2 separate regions of the Arachis hypogaea genome follow, and region 2 is linked to region 1. A link is a contact called in public Hi-C data. All regions are on one chromosome and are shown on one strand. Each heading gives the region's core, a stretch centred on a gene start, on an enhancer-like site or on the middle of the called end of the contact. The rest is flanking DNA. Distances are from core to core; before and after follow the strand shown.

What was found. A called contact is a pair of places that touch in the nucleus more often than the background predicts.
Region 2: a Hi-C map of leaf shows a contact between it and region 1, with 2.1 times the contacts expected there. The contact joins the enhancer-like site here to the promoter of LOC114925719 in region 1. A contact is called at or near these places in 3 of 8 Hi-C or Micro-C datasets (all in leaf).

The regions. Positions count from the first base shown.
Region 1 is chr17:43,012,860-43,019,289 of arahy.Tifrunner.gnm2.J5K5, reverse strand. It overlaps LOC114925719 (pectin acetylesterase 9-like), which reads right to left and starts at 2,949. Exons shown (of 7, transcript XM_072221835.1): 1 at 2,851-2,949; 2 at 2,589-2,689; 3 at 2,225-2,287; 4 at 1,701-1,776; 5 at 1,497-1,602; 6 at 1,201-1,346; 7 at 97-995. The coding sequence starts at 2,949. The coding sequence ends at 771.
Region 2 is chr17:43,497,662-43,504,091 of arahy.Tifrunner.gnm2.J5K5, reverse strand. No RefSeq gene overlaps it. Among protein-coding and RNA genes, the nearest start is that of LOC112765834, 7.9 kb to the left of the region's middle. Within about 2 kb of position 2,856, at least 3 of the 3 cell types and tissues checked have open chromatin away from gene starts, as enhancers often do.

The sequences.
Region 1 (6,430 bases), core at 1,700-4,199:
TTTTCTTAGAAGTAATGAACTATCTTTTTTCTAGAATCAATTATATATTTTTGCCAACAATAATTATTATGCATAATATAAATATACTGAAATTAATTATTAAAAAATAAGATATTTTATTAAACTCAAAATATTAATATACAAATTTCTCTTGAAAAATAATAAAGTATAGTACAAATCTAAACAACAAAAAAAATACTACAAGCTTATAACTATGTTACATCAATATAGCAATATAAGTGTTAACAATGATCTACAATTGTACCTTTAAAAGTAGCCTACTAACTTTCGTTTTTAGTAACTAATCTAATTATTTAAAAGTACATGAAGAAAGAAAATCATGAATCATGAATATACTAAAGAATCTAAAACTATAAACTTGCTAACAAAGTGAATTAGTGAATGATCAAAACAGTGTCATAAAATGTTGAGTAAACAGAAGAGCTTCATAGTCACCAATTCATTGAAAAGGTCATGATGTTGTTCACAATGCCAACAACTACAATCAACAAACCTGATTTTCTCAGAGCCAAACGCCTCACTCAATTGCAATTCTCCATCCTTGTTTGATAATTTGTTGAAGGTAGCCGTTGAGAGCTCTTTAGTGCTATTTAATTGCTCACATAGATCGTCAAGCTTCTGCTGCATGCTTGATAGCTGTATACTTGTGTATCTTCTGTACTTGAAAAATGGTCCTTGAACCCTTTCTTAGAGAATAACTTTACTATGAGAGGCAGAAAAGCTGGTGTAAGAGTTGAAAACTTTTGAATTTAATCTTCTATTGGCTTGCAACATTCCAAATTTTTTATTAAATAAATGGACCTCAAGTCTTCGCGATATCCAAAGCAACTAGTGTATAAAATTTTTAAGAAACAGATATTACCACGAGGATATGGTATAAGATTGTGACAAGTTGTGTCACATGGGTATGGATAGTCTATTTCCTTGCTTCTTTTTCTGCTAAAATACCAATCACCAACTGCTTCTGCAATTGTCTGCAAAAGACAGAATTTTAAGTGTTACTGACTTAGAAAATTCACTAGTTGTGAGTGTAAAGATCACTAATACTGTTCAGCCTATTTGCTTTAAACTCTTGTTTGTCCTATAACACTAAACGCATGTTTGGTGCAATTGATTACCACTAGCCTATTATCGTGTTGAACAATGCACAGTATAACAAAGTCTCATAGCAATTAATACCTTGTTTATTCTTGGGGAATCATCTTCAAACCACGTATCTTGTGATTCACTTTGGCAGTGAGCAAAACATGAGTTTATGAACATTCCTCCTCTTCCCAAATAGATTGCGAAAGGTCTCAAAGTTGCAAGCATGTCGAGCCTAAAATCTGAACAAAATGCACTTATTATAGTCAGCAAAACCGGTTTTGAACATGTATGAAGCAAAGTTTGTAGTTCTTTGACAAAATATTGAAAATACTAACACATCGGGGTGATTTCAAAAACTGAATGGTTAATATGACAATTGAAAGAGGAACCTTGAAATATGGCGATTTGGAGTGGTGTGCATGCTGCTGGGTCCAATTTGCACTTGTTCCAATGTCCATGCATATTAGCAGAAGGTGGCACCAATATATGATGGAACTGTTGACATGAGAAGTTTTATTCATCCTACATTCTGCCAATGACATTAACCAAGATATATGCAAATATAGTCTACAAAATATGTCCGGAATTCTTACTTGAAATACATCATAGGCTGAATTCAAGATAAAATAAGGAGTCGATATATATCTCAACACATTGTGGAAAGAAGCACTGCATGGAAACACTTCAAAATGTCAAATTCTTGTGTAGTTTTCCTGAGCTAATGATGCAAGTTAATGGAAAAAAGAATAAACACACCAAGTCTTGAATATAATACTACTGAAGGCACCGTCTACTGATCGAGGAAGAATATATAGAAATGTTCATAAGTTATATAATACTACTTATCATAATCCAATGCATTACTTTGAATAAGGAACAAAAATTAATCCAGAAATCTTATCAAACAATAATAATTCAGCACTAGTATTTTCTCTGGAACTAGTCACATACAATAATATATAATATTCATATACAATATACATCCCCCTTATTTCATTCCCCTACAAATCCCAAAGATCCTCTAATTCTTTAGGCTCGGGAATATATATATATATATATATATATATATATATATATATATAATGTTCAACTAAAAGGTAAAGCACAGATTATATACATATATGTGCATTGGCTTTCACGAAATCTCCTTCTTGGAGTCCATTGGCTTTCACAAAATCTCCTGCAAAATTGAAATTGAAATCGAAAGTTGAAAAACCATTCTCACATAAGATCCTTAATTTAAAACTATATATGCCAAAGGCAAAGCTAGAAAATTCACCAGTGTTCTCAAGCAGGTACATCCTGCTTTTATTGTTTGGCCAGTATCTGATGCTCCAAGAGGAAATAATAATCCAACAAAAGAAAATTTTAGTCCCAATGTCTTATAAAGATCATGACAAAATGCAAAGAAAACTTAAAGAAATTAATAAGATCAAAGTTCACAATTATTTTTTCTTTTAATCAGTGAAATTATAGAATACCTATAGCGCATATTCCAAACTTGAGAAGTTCCAATGTCTTCCATGTCAATAGAAATTCCATCTCTTGCATCCAATTCTGGCAAATGAGTTTTTGCCTCTTTCTGATCAAATTTTTAATATAAAACAAATTACTATTTCAGTCAAATTAAACAGATTAGATTGCTTTTTATTTTTTTCTCAATTACTTGATTAACTAAAGAAGTACTCAAATGTTCTACAAGAGAGAATATTGGGTAAAAGAATTACTTTTGGCAAGAGAAACTAGGAAACCAAAGTTTTCCAGAGATTGACCCGCTGAACTTGCGCCAAATGGCTTCAAATCCTTCAAGTTCTTGAAACAGTGGCAAGTGTTCTCATTCATACTCATATGAACAAGCCGCAGAAGAGGATATAGAAAATACAAACCTTGCCTTCCGAATTCAAAGACTCTAGGCTGCAAAAATTTTGGCCATCAAACATCTTGAACAATGCATAGCTGAAGTATCAAAATCAATCATCAAATCATTGTGAGGGAAGCATAAGATTAATCTGCAAAATGTTTTCTCATGCAGATTTCAACTTGGATAATTTAATAAGAAGTTACCCGGGTTGGTGAACCAACATGCAAATGTTCACTCCCTCAAGCGCTTTGCATCCTAGAGCTCTTAAAAGAAGCTGAGATGATGCACTGTCCAAACTAGAAGTGGGTTCATCCAAGATCAGAAGTGAAGGTTCCATAACCATTTCTAATCCGACATTTACACGCTTCCTTTGGCAGCCAGAGATCCCTTGATTTTCCACCGTTCCAACCAAGGAATTCCTCACAGATCGAAGCCCCAAGAATTCAATAACTCTTTCAAGAACTAGAACTTTTTCTTGTTTTGACAAGTCAGCTGATAACCTTTAACATTAACAAAAAAATTCACTTGAATAAGTACATTTCTAGCACTCAAGAGTAACAACATAGTTCAGTTAGAATGTGCAGCAATATAATGTACCTGCATTGTGCACTAATCCAGAGATTCTCTTCCACTGTCAAGTTTCCATGAACTACATCATCTTGTGTCACAAAGCCAATAATTTTCTTGAAGGAGAGGATTCATTCATTCCTTCCATTTATAAGAATCGAACCGCTCGTGAAGCATCCAAAGGCCTTTCCATTAGATAATATTTGGCTGTTATCTCAAAATCAAAAACAAACACTTAAACACTTCAATTTTAGCTTAAACACTTCAAGCAAACAGAGCAAAAGTAATAATATAGAGAGAGAATCACAGGCTTCTAAATATTGAAACCTAAATCGAAAAATAAATGGAGAAGACCTACCGACAGCGGCGGAGGTGCGGTGTTGTAACAAGAACAATAACAGTGGCTAGAAGACCTTGGCGACGTAAATCTGAGATGAACAAATGATGAAAGCGATGCGGATCTGAGGTGGATCGGATGGAAATGAGGTCCAAGGAGTAGGATGATGGACGGCGACTGTCGGCGATGGCAACGGTTACGGCGGTGGTGATCGGCGATGGAGGAAAGCACGCGAATTAACCCAGTGTCCATACTTCTCTTCCTTTTTCAGTTTCTCTTTCTCTCTCCAGTTTTCAATTTCATTTAGGGATAATAAAAAGAAAGTAATAATAAAGTTTAGTGGCAATAATGATAATGGCCACCGTAATAATTTAAAAAAATTAAAATTATAAATAATAAAAAATAATAATTTTCTGGCAATAGTAATAATGGCCACTATAACATATAGTAATGATGGCAAATATATAATTACCGCAAAAACATAATTTAAATTAAAGAATTAGTGGTCATTATGTTATTGCCACTAAAAGTTTGTCGCTAAAACACATTTTTTTTTTGTAGTGAAACATGATTTCTATGGAGAAACATTCATAATTTATTAGATAAAACAAAAATGACTCGTGCTTTTTGCAAAAGTAAACATATATTTAACCATACAATTAAACAATTCTAAACACAACAAGCTAAGCATTACTCAAAGTATATTTTTACTTTATACCAAATTATCTATGTCATACTTAATTATGTGATTTAATGAAAATACTGCTCATATTAATTTTATATTTATTAATGTCTATATATTTGGATTTATTAGGACAAAAATTCCTTAACCGTAGATTATTTTCTTACTAAAACCTATGACATATTTAAGATATATTCCCTAGACTGCCACAATAATAAGTCGCCATAGTCATAAAAATTTAATGTCTTGGAACTTAGCGTTGTACTTTCGATTAGAATACTCCCTTTGAGTTGGTAAACTTTAGTTTATTTATTACTAGAGTAAAGTATAGTTTTTGTCCCCAACGTTTGGAGTAAGTTCTATTTGTGTCCCTAATGTTTAAATCGTCCTATTTGCGTATCCTTAACGTTTATAGAAGTGATTCAATGTTATCCTACTATCAATTATACTAACAAATCAGATTATATTTTTTCAATTATTCTCACTTGGATGTATTCATTCTCAATTAGGTCTTACTTGGATGTGTTCGATTTTAATATTATACCAACTATTTATGTTTAGATTCAATTATATCCCTAGAAAAGTGAATTATGTAAATGTTGTAGGAATTAGTTTCAACATTTGATGAGGTATTTTTCGGAGTAGATCATCGATTCTATCCCAGACATTTGTATTCTAACTTCAAGAAGAGATTTTTAAAACTCAAACTAAAGCACTCATGATGTGTAATTGACGGCAGGATAATATTGAATCACTTTTACAAACGTTAGAAATACAAATAGGACGATTTAAACGTTAGGAACACAAATAAGATTTACCCTAAACGTTGAGGACAAAAATGAGTTACACTTACTTTTTTTGAAAGGAATATTTATATTAACTAGAAATGTCGATGTTTAGTGGACCAAATTATAAATTTTTACTACTGTAAAACCTGTCCATAGTGCGGTTCAAATATTAATCTAATGTCAAAATTAGCTAATATATATTAATTGATACTAATAATTGTTATTTTTTTTTTAGAAATTTTTAATTTGTTATGCATAAAAAATCATTGTATAGGATAAAATACTATTTCATTTTCTACTTTTGATAGCGCAGATAACCTTTTTTTAAGTCTACTACTATTTCATATTATTGGATTCCACTTATATATAAAAAGATTATTATGTATGTATATTTAAATAAAATTTGTAATACTATGTTACTGTTATGCACAAAAATTATTAAATAATTAATACAAATGATTTTTATTGTATAACTTTTATATATATATATCCGAATCTAACTAATTCGGTTTATGATAAGTATGTTATTAAGTAATCAAATAATAAATATGAAAATTACATTGATAAGTGTACTATTAAGTAATCAAACATCCAATTGATTTTTCTTTAAAAAACTCATTTTCATTATTCAAATTTAAGATTGACTAATAAAGGTATAATTCTTTTTTTTAAAGTACATCGTAATATTATTTATTTTCAACGTTCAAAGTTAGTATGATGAGAGATACTGAAAAAAAGTAAACCAAGTGTCATGGTTTTTCTTCCAATTAATTTCAGTAAGTATTAATCTCTTTGTTCAAATTAAGTTTTAATTCTAGTTTACAAATTTCTTACTTTCATGGTTACAACAACCTAAGGAAACAAGCAAAAAAGTACGATGATGTTACTTTCAGTAAAGTTCTTTTATATTTGAATCTCTTGCTTCCTTGAAGTTCTGACTTTGAAAAAAGGTAGCAAAGATATTGGACTGACTTTTCAGATTCTCCTCCATCAATTGGTTTTGGACTTACATCATTTCAACTCTATCTATTTGTCCTTGAGTTTTTCCAAGCTATACTTAAAACTCATTTACTTAGTTCAGCAGTTTG
Region 2 (6,430 bases), core at 1,607-4,106, 480 kb before region 1:
GAGAAAGGCGTGCCCTTGAAGTAGTTTTGGAACTTGGTCTTGAGGATGTCGTAGACGTTGTCGGGGTTGGAGGTAATGTTATCAAAGACGTGGAAGTGGACGATTTTGGTGGGTGAAGTGCAGAGGAGGTGGATGTACCAGTCACAAAGATTTAGGAAGTGTGTGGTCCATTACATGTTGAGGTAGTTGCGACACGTGTGACAATTACACCATGGCTTAATCTTGGAGCTAAAGAGGATGAAGGAAAAGATAGAAAAGAAGACTATGAAGGTGAAGAAGGAGAGTATGAATGTTAGGGTTATGCGAGGTATGATAAAAATTGGGAAAGAACAGTGTCGTTTTCGAATAAAGGGGTCAGGGATCATTTTGTCCCTTGTTAGAATTGTCAAGGATCATTTTGTCCCATGTTAGAGTTTTCAGGGACCATTTTGTCTTTCGTTAGAGTTGACGGAGCCAAGGACCTAAGTGACTGATAGAATTAATTGTTAGGGACCAATCGAGTAATTAATTTTAGTTGGGGACTAAAATGTCTGGTTTGAAACTTTTTGAGAACCAAAATAGGTATAAACTCAAAAGATTAAAAAAAAAAACCTCTTCTCACTTGCAGCGAAATATCGCTTTTCACATTTTGAAAAAAATTTAAAATCACTATTCTCGCACAAGGCGAGAACTGTTTTTCGCCAACTACGAGAAAATAGGTCCCACCATACTTCGATTTAACACCTCTCATTTGGGGTATACATGTCTCGGACCGGCTCAAAGATTCGGTTCAGACTCGAATATTTTAGAATAAATTTAATGTGATCTCACTGAGTCTAAGGTTGGATAAAGGTCTCAAAAATAGACCTGGTCATTATTTAGGGTTAGGTCTGGATCAAGGCAAACTTGACTTCACCAAACCCATGTGCACCTTAAAAGAACTAAAAAAAATATATGTTTTAAATTAAATCTAATATTATGTTATATTAATTATAAACTTATTATTTTATTTTTAATCACATTTATTAAATTAAAAAATAGACCAAAAAATATAAAACTAGAATTTATAGACAAATTCAATTTTAAGTATGAATGTCAACTTCTTGGTAATAAGTATTTTTTTTTTCTTTATAAATAAGTACATCATAACTTTTTGATATAAAGTTTATTAAGATCCGAATTTCACTTAATTTAGACTCAATTTTAGTTTGGTCAGTAATGTGATTCACCAAATTTAGAATTGGATAAGAATTTTAAAAATAGACCTAGCCATTATTTAGAGTCGAATTCAGATCAAGACCAACCCCAACTTTATCGATCCCATGTGCAGTCCTACCTCTCATTCCCATTTTTGGAAGCAACATAAAAAAATTTTCATATCTAAATTTTTCAGCCAAATATGGTGTCGTCATGGTTTCTTATCGACATTTTTGTCTAATCACGTCTGTTTGGTTTAGTAGTTGATAGAAAAATGACTGAATTTGTAAGAAATTGTAATTGGTGAGTCGGCTTTCTCTCTCTCTAAGTGAGATTAGAAAGTGGGGATAATGTTTGGTCATGGAAAGTGGGGTTAATGTATTCACCACATAGTTGTCAGAATCGAATTTGTGATCGAATCGATTAGACTACTAATTTATTAGTTTATTGGTTCAATCAATAAGTCCTACGTAAATAAAAAATATAAAATAGTCAAAAATCTAAATTAAAATTCAAAATACATATCTTCACTAATATTTTAAAAACAATCAAATTTTAACAAATTATAATCCACAAGTTATAATCGATTAGTATTAAATAAGTATATACAATTCTAATTTTTTTTATAATAAAAATTTTTTAATTTGATTTTTATGTTAATGTATTTTTATATTTATTATATTGTTATATACTATACGTATTTATTAAAAAAAATATTAATAAATAACATATAATCATATTATAAAAAAATAATTATATTATAATTAATAAAAATATTTTATATATTTTATTTATACATATTCAATAATATTTTTATTAATAATTATGAATAATAAAAATATAATTAAGGGTTAAGTACCATTTTGGTCCTTAAGGTATAGGCTGAAAATTTTTTTTGTCCCCAACCCTTTATTGTATATAAAATCGTCCTTTTTATTTAAATCTTAAAATTTTAGACAAAACTACTCATAATAAAAAGAATTATAAAATTAAAAAAAAAAAAGAAAAATAAGAGAAGAAAAGTGTTTCTACTCCTGCGAAGGAAAAAGAGAAGAAGAAGAAAGGGGAAGGGAAGAAGAAGAAAAAGAAGCTGTCCACGATCTACTTCTACTTCTGCTTCCGCCGCAAAAAATTTAAAACCAAGTTAAACCTTAGGGACCATTTTGTATGCAAAAAAAAGATTGTAGACAAAAAAAATTTTCGACCTATAAAAATTCGTACTTAACCCTATAATTAATTTAAATATAAGTGAGTATAAAATTAAAATAATATCTAAAAAATTATTGTGCAGTTTTACTACACAATTAATAATTAGCATATAAATTATCAAGGAATAACATAGTTCAATAGCAAAGAAAGTATGTAGTAACAAGAAAGACCCAAATTTAAATTATATCTACATTAATTTTGGAATTTTCTTTTAAGTAATTCAGTTAGACTGATTTTTCACCAGTTCTTATCTGTTTTTATCAGTTTTAATTTGTTCACACCGGTTTTTATCCGGTTTGATTTATCAGTTTTTTAATTGAACCGACCAATTCGGTTTATTTTTACCACTATAGTTCACCATAGCTTTTCACTTTTTTCTTTCATTTATTTTTGTTGGACTAAACACATAACAGGAATATCTGTGTACTATAAACTAATGGGCTCACTTCCGTTTTCTTTTTGGGATAAGAATTGTTCTCGTTTCTTTTGTTTTCCTGATTTCGTTTTTGCTATTTGTTTCCCTGATGTTGATCTATTGGGCTCTTGTAAAATTCTTTTGTAATGGGTCCAAGAAAGCAATACATATTATAATTCTTGTGTATAAGTAAAACTATAAACAGGTCCAAAAAAAACGCAAAACTATAATATCCTGACCCAAAAAAAGAGTAATGGTATAATAATATCACAAGTTAGGTTTAAAACAAAGAACAACAACAACAATAATAACTTTAAAATTAGGACTAAATGAAAATAATTTAACAATGAAAAATCGACACAGAATCGAAATTTAGGGTAAACGTAGCGGGCTATCTCTAAAACGAGCTCAACAATTATGTGTTTATTGAATGAGCCATACTTATATAGGTCATTAGATTTTATTAGATGAAAATTAAAGGTTAATATAAAAAAAGAGTATTGATGGACTCTAATAAATAAAGAATATCCTAGTACATAAATGACTGCTTTAAATGGCAATACTTTAATACACAATACTTTAAACGACAACAGAATCTTTTATTCTTAAATAATTAAATATAAAATATAATATTAAAATTAATTATTATGCAAATTTTTTATAATATTAAAAAATTATATTAAAATAATATTTTAAACTATAACTAACATAAAAATATAAAATAATTAAAATTTTATTTTATATTACTTGACAAATAATTAGATTATTATATTTAAAATTTATTAACTAACTATGTTTATTAAAGATATTATTATATAATATAATTTTTTATAAAAATATTTTAAAAATGTAATTTATTTAAAATATTATATATAATACATGAAAATATTAACGTTTTTATTTTTTTTAATTTTTTTAAGAAAAACAGAATAAAAATATATTTTTAAATACATATCTAAATAAAAAAGTTAATATTTTCATGTATTATATATAATTTTTTAAATAAATTTATTTTTACAAATATTTTGATAAAAAATTATGTGATATAATAATATATTTAACAAAGTAATTAGTTAATAAATTTTAAATATAATAATTTAATTATTTGTCAAATAATATAAAATAAATTTTAGTTATTTTATATTTTTATATTGTAGTTTAAAATATCATTTTATTATTATAAAAAAAATTGCATAATAATTAATCTTAATGAATAAAAAAATTTATATTTTTTGTATTTATTTAATTTATATTTTTTAGAAAAAAAAGTTTTTACTACTTTTATATAGTAAAATATGTGATAATCTTCTTAATATATATATTAGGGGTGACAAAATGGGTCGAGTCCGTCAGGTTGACCTGCCGAACTCGCTAAAAAAGGTAGGTCGGATTAGGATTTGAAACCTGTCAAATTAAAAAAATTCGCCAAACTCGCAAAATTTTTATGCAAATTTTTTTTATAATATTAAAAAATTATATTAAAATGATATTTTAAATAGTTATACTGTAACATATTTAATATGTTTTCTGATTTCAATGTTATTATATGATTATAATTATTTAATATATAAAAAATTTATTAGATAGTATATATATTAGGGGTGGCAATGCAGGCCGGCCCGCCCCAACCTGCCCCACTTCGCCTAGGCCCGCACCATAAGTGGGACGGGCCGGCCCACCCCACCAACTAAAGTGGGTACAAAATGCTAGCCGTTTGACTTTGTTTTTTGTTTTTTTAAATAAAATTAATTAAAATTAACTAAAAAATAATAATTAAACAATTAAATCAAATAAAAAATAGTCAAATTATAATATAATTTTTTTACTATTTTTTTTAAATTTTTAACTTCAATAAAATTGTTCAAAATAATATTTGTCAATAGAACCATCTTTATTTTAAAAAATAAGTGACATAATTTGAACATATATACAAAATTGTAAAATAAAATAAATAAAGTCACATAATTAGAACATATATACATAATTTGGTGAATTTTTTCAATTTGACAGATTTTAAATTCTAACCCGACCCACCTTTTATATATATATATATATATACAAAATTTTTTTATAATATTAAAATAATATTTTAAACTATAACATAAAAATATAAAATAAATAAAATTTATTTTATATTACTTGACAAATAATTATTTTATTATATTTAAAATTTATTAACTAATTACTTTGTTAAATATATTATTATATAATATAATTTTTTATCAAAATATTTGTAAAAATAAAATTTATTTAAAAAGTTATATATAATACACGAAAATATTAACTTTTTTATTTAGGTATGTATTTAAAATTATATTATTTATTCTGTTTTTTTAAAAAAAAAAATTAAAAAGATAAAAAAATTAATATTTTCATGTATTATATATAATTATTTTAAATAAATTATTTTTTTAAAGTATTTTTACAAAAAATTATATTATATAATAATATCTTTAATAAAAGTAGTTAGTTAATAAATTGTCACGCCCCAAAATGAGCCATGACCGGCGCTCAGAAAAAAATAGTCCCTTAACAAGCCTAACCAACTCAAATATAAGTTGAATAAGAAAGTTACAAATATTTTACAAGTTATAAAATAAATAATTATACATTTTTAAAAAAATTAGAATAATTAATAAACGGTTGGATCCTGCCTGTGACATATGGAGCATATACATCTAGGAATTCGGCAAAAATAGATACTCATTGCAGATTGTGACTCTTGATTAGAAAGTCTCACAGAGTCAAGTATTTGTTCTTGAAAAATATTTTTTTTTTTGAAAAAGGGGTGAGTTTTGCAACTCAGTGACTAGACAGTACATCTATAATTAACATGAGACCATATAAACATTATTATAAAAATAAGCTTAGTTAGCAAATAATAATTTATATGAATAAGTGAATTAATAAGGGAGTTCTCATACAGAAATCAAATCAAATAGTCCATACTTGGGCGGCTCCACCTCTAAGGGTAGCCCTTTCCTCTAGTGTGTCCGTACGGAATAACAGATCCAACGTGTGGCCTACACGTTAGGCTAACAACACCCCTGCTAGCTGAGGTCTGAGTCAGATGCATCTAGGTTAACGTCATAACCGCCGTTAACTACGGTTTTCTAATACGAGCCTCCCAAACCAATTCAAACTTATAATTTAAATACAACCAATCTTTAATCTTTCAAATATATACCGTATCAAATCAAAGCAAATAATACTTTCTCATCAAAATTCTTTTCAATCATATGAAATGTCCAATATACTTTACAAATTCAGAGTATATAAGTGAGCATAAAAAATACTTCAATGTTCCAGAAACACATATTCAAATAAAATCGAATATTCTAAAATAATACAAAACTTCATCAAATATGTATACAGTCTCATGTCAGATTGAAGATATTAATTTCACAAATATAAATATTTAGTTCTAATAAATCCATTATTAAAATCAAATTCAAATCTTTGTTGTTAATTTGTAAGTATAGTCATCAATTCAAGCAGCACATATCAAAATAATTATAGATGTAAAGCCAAATAATTATAAATGTAAAGCCTACTCACGAATTGGTCTCAAGGGACCGAAAAGACCAAACCCAAAGTGCCAAGATAAAAGGTGAGGAAGATTGAAGCAAC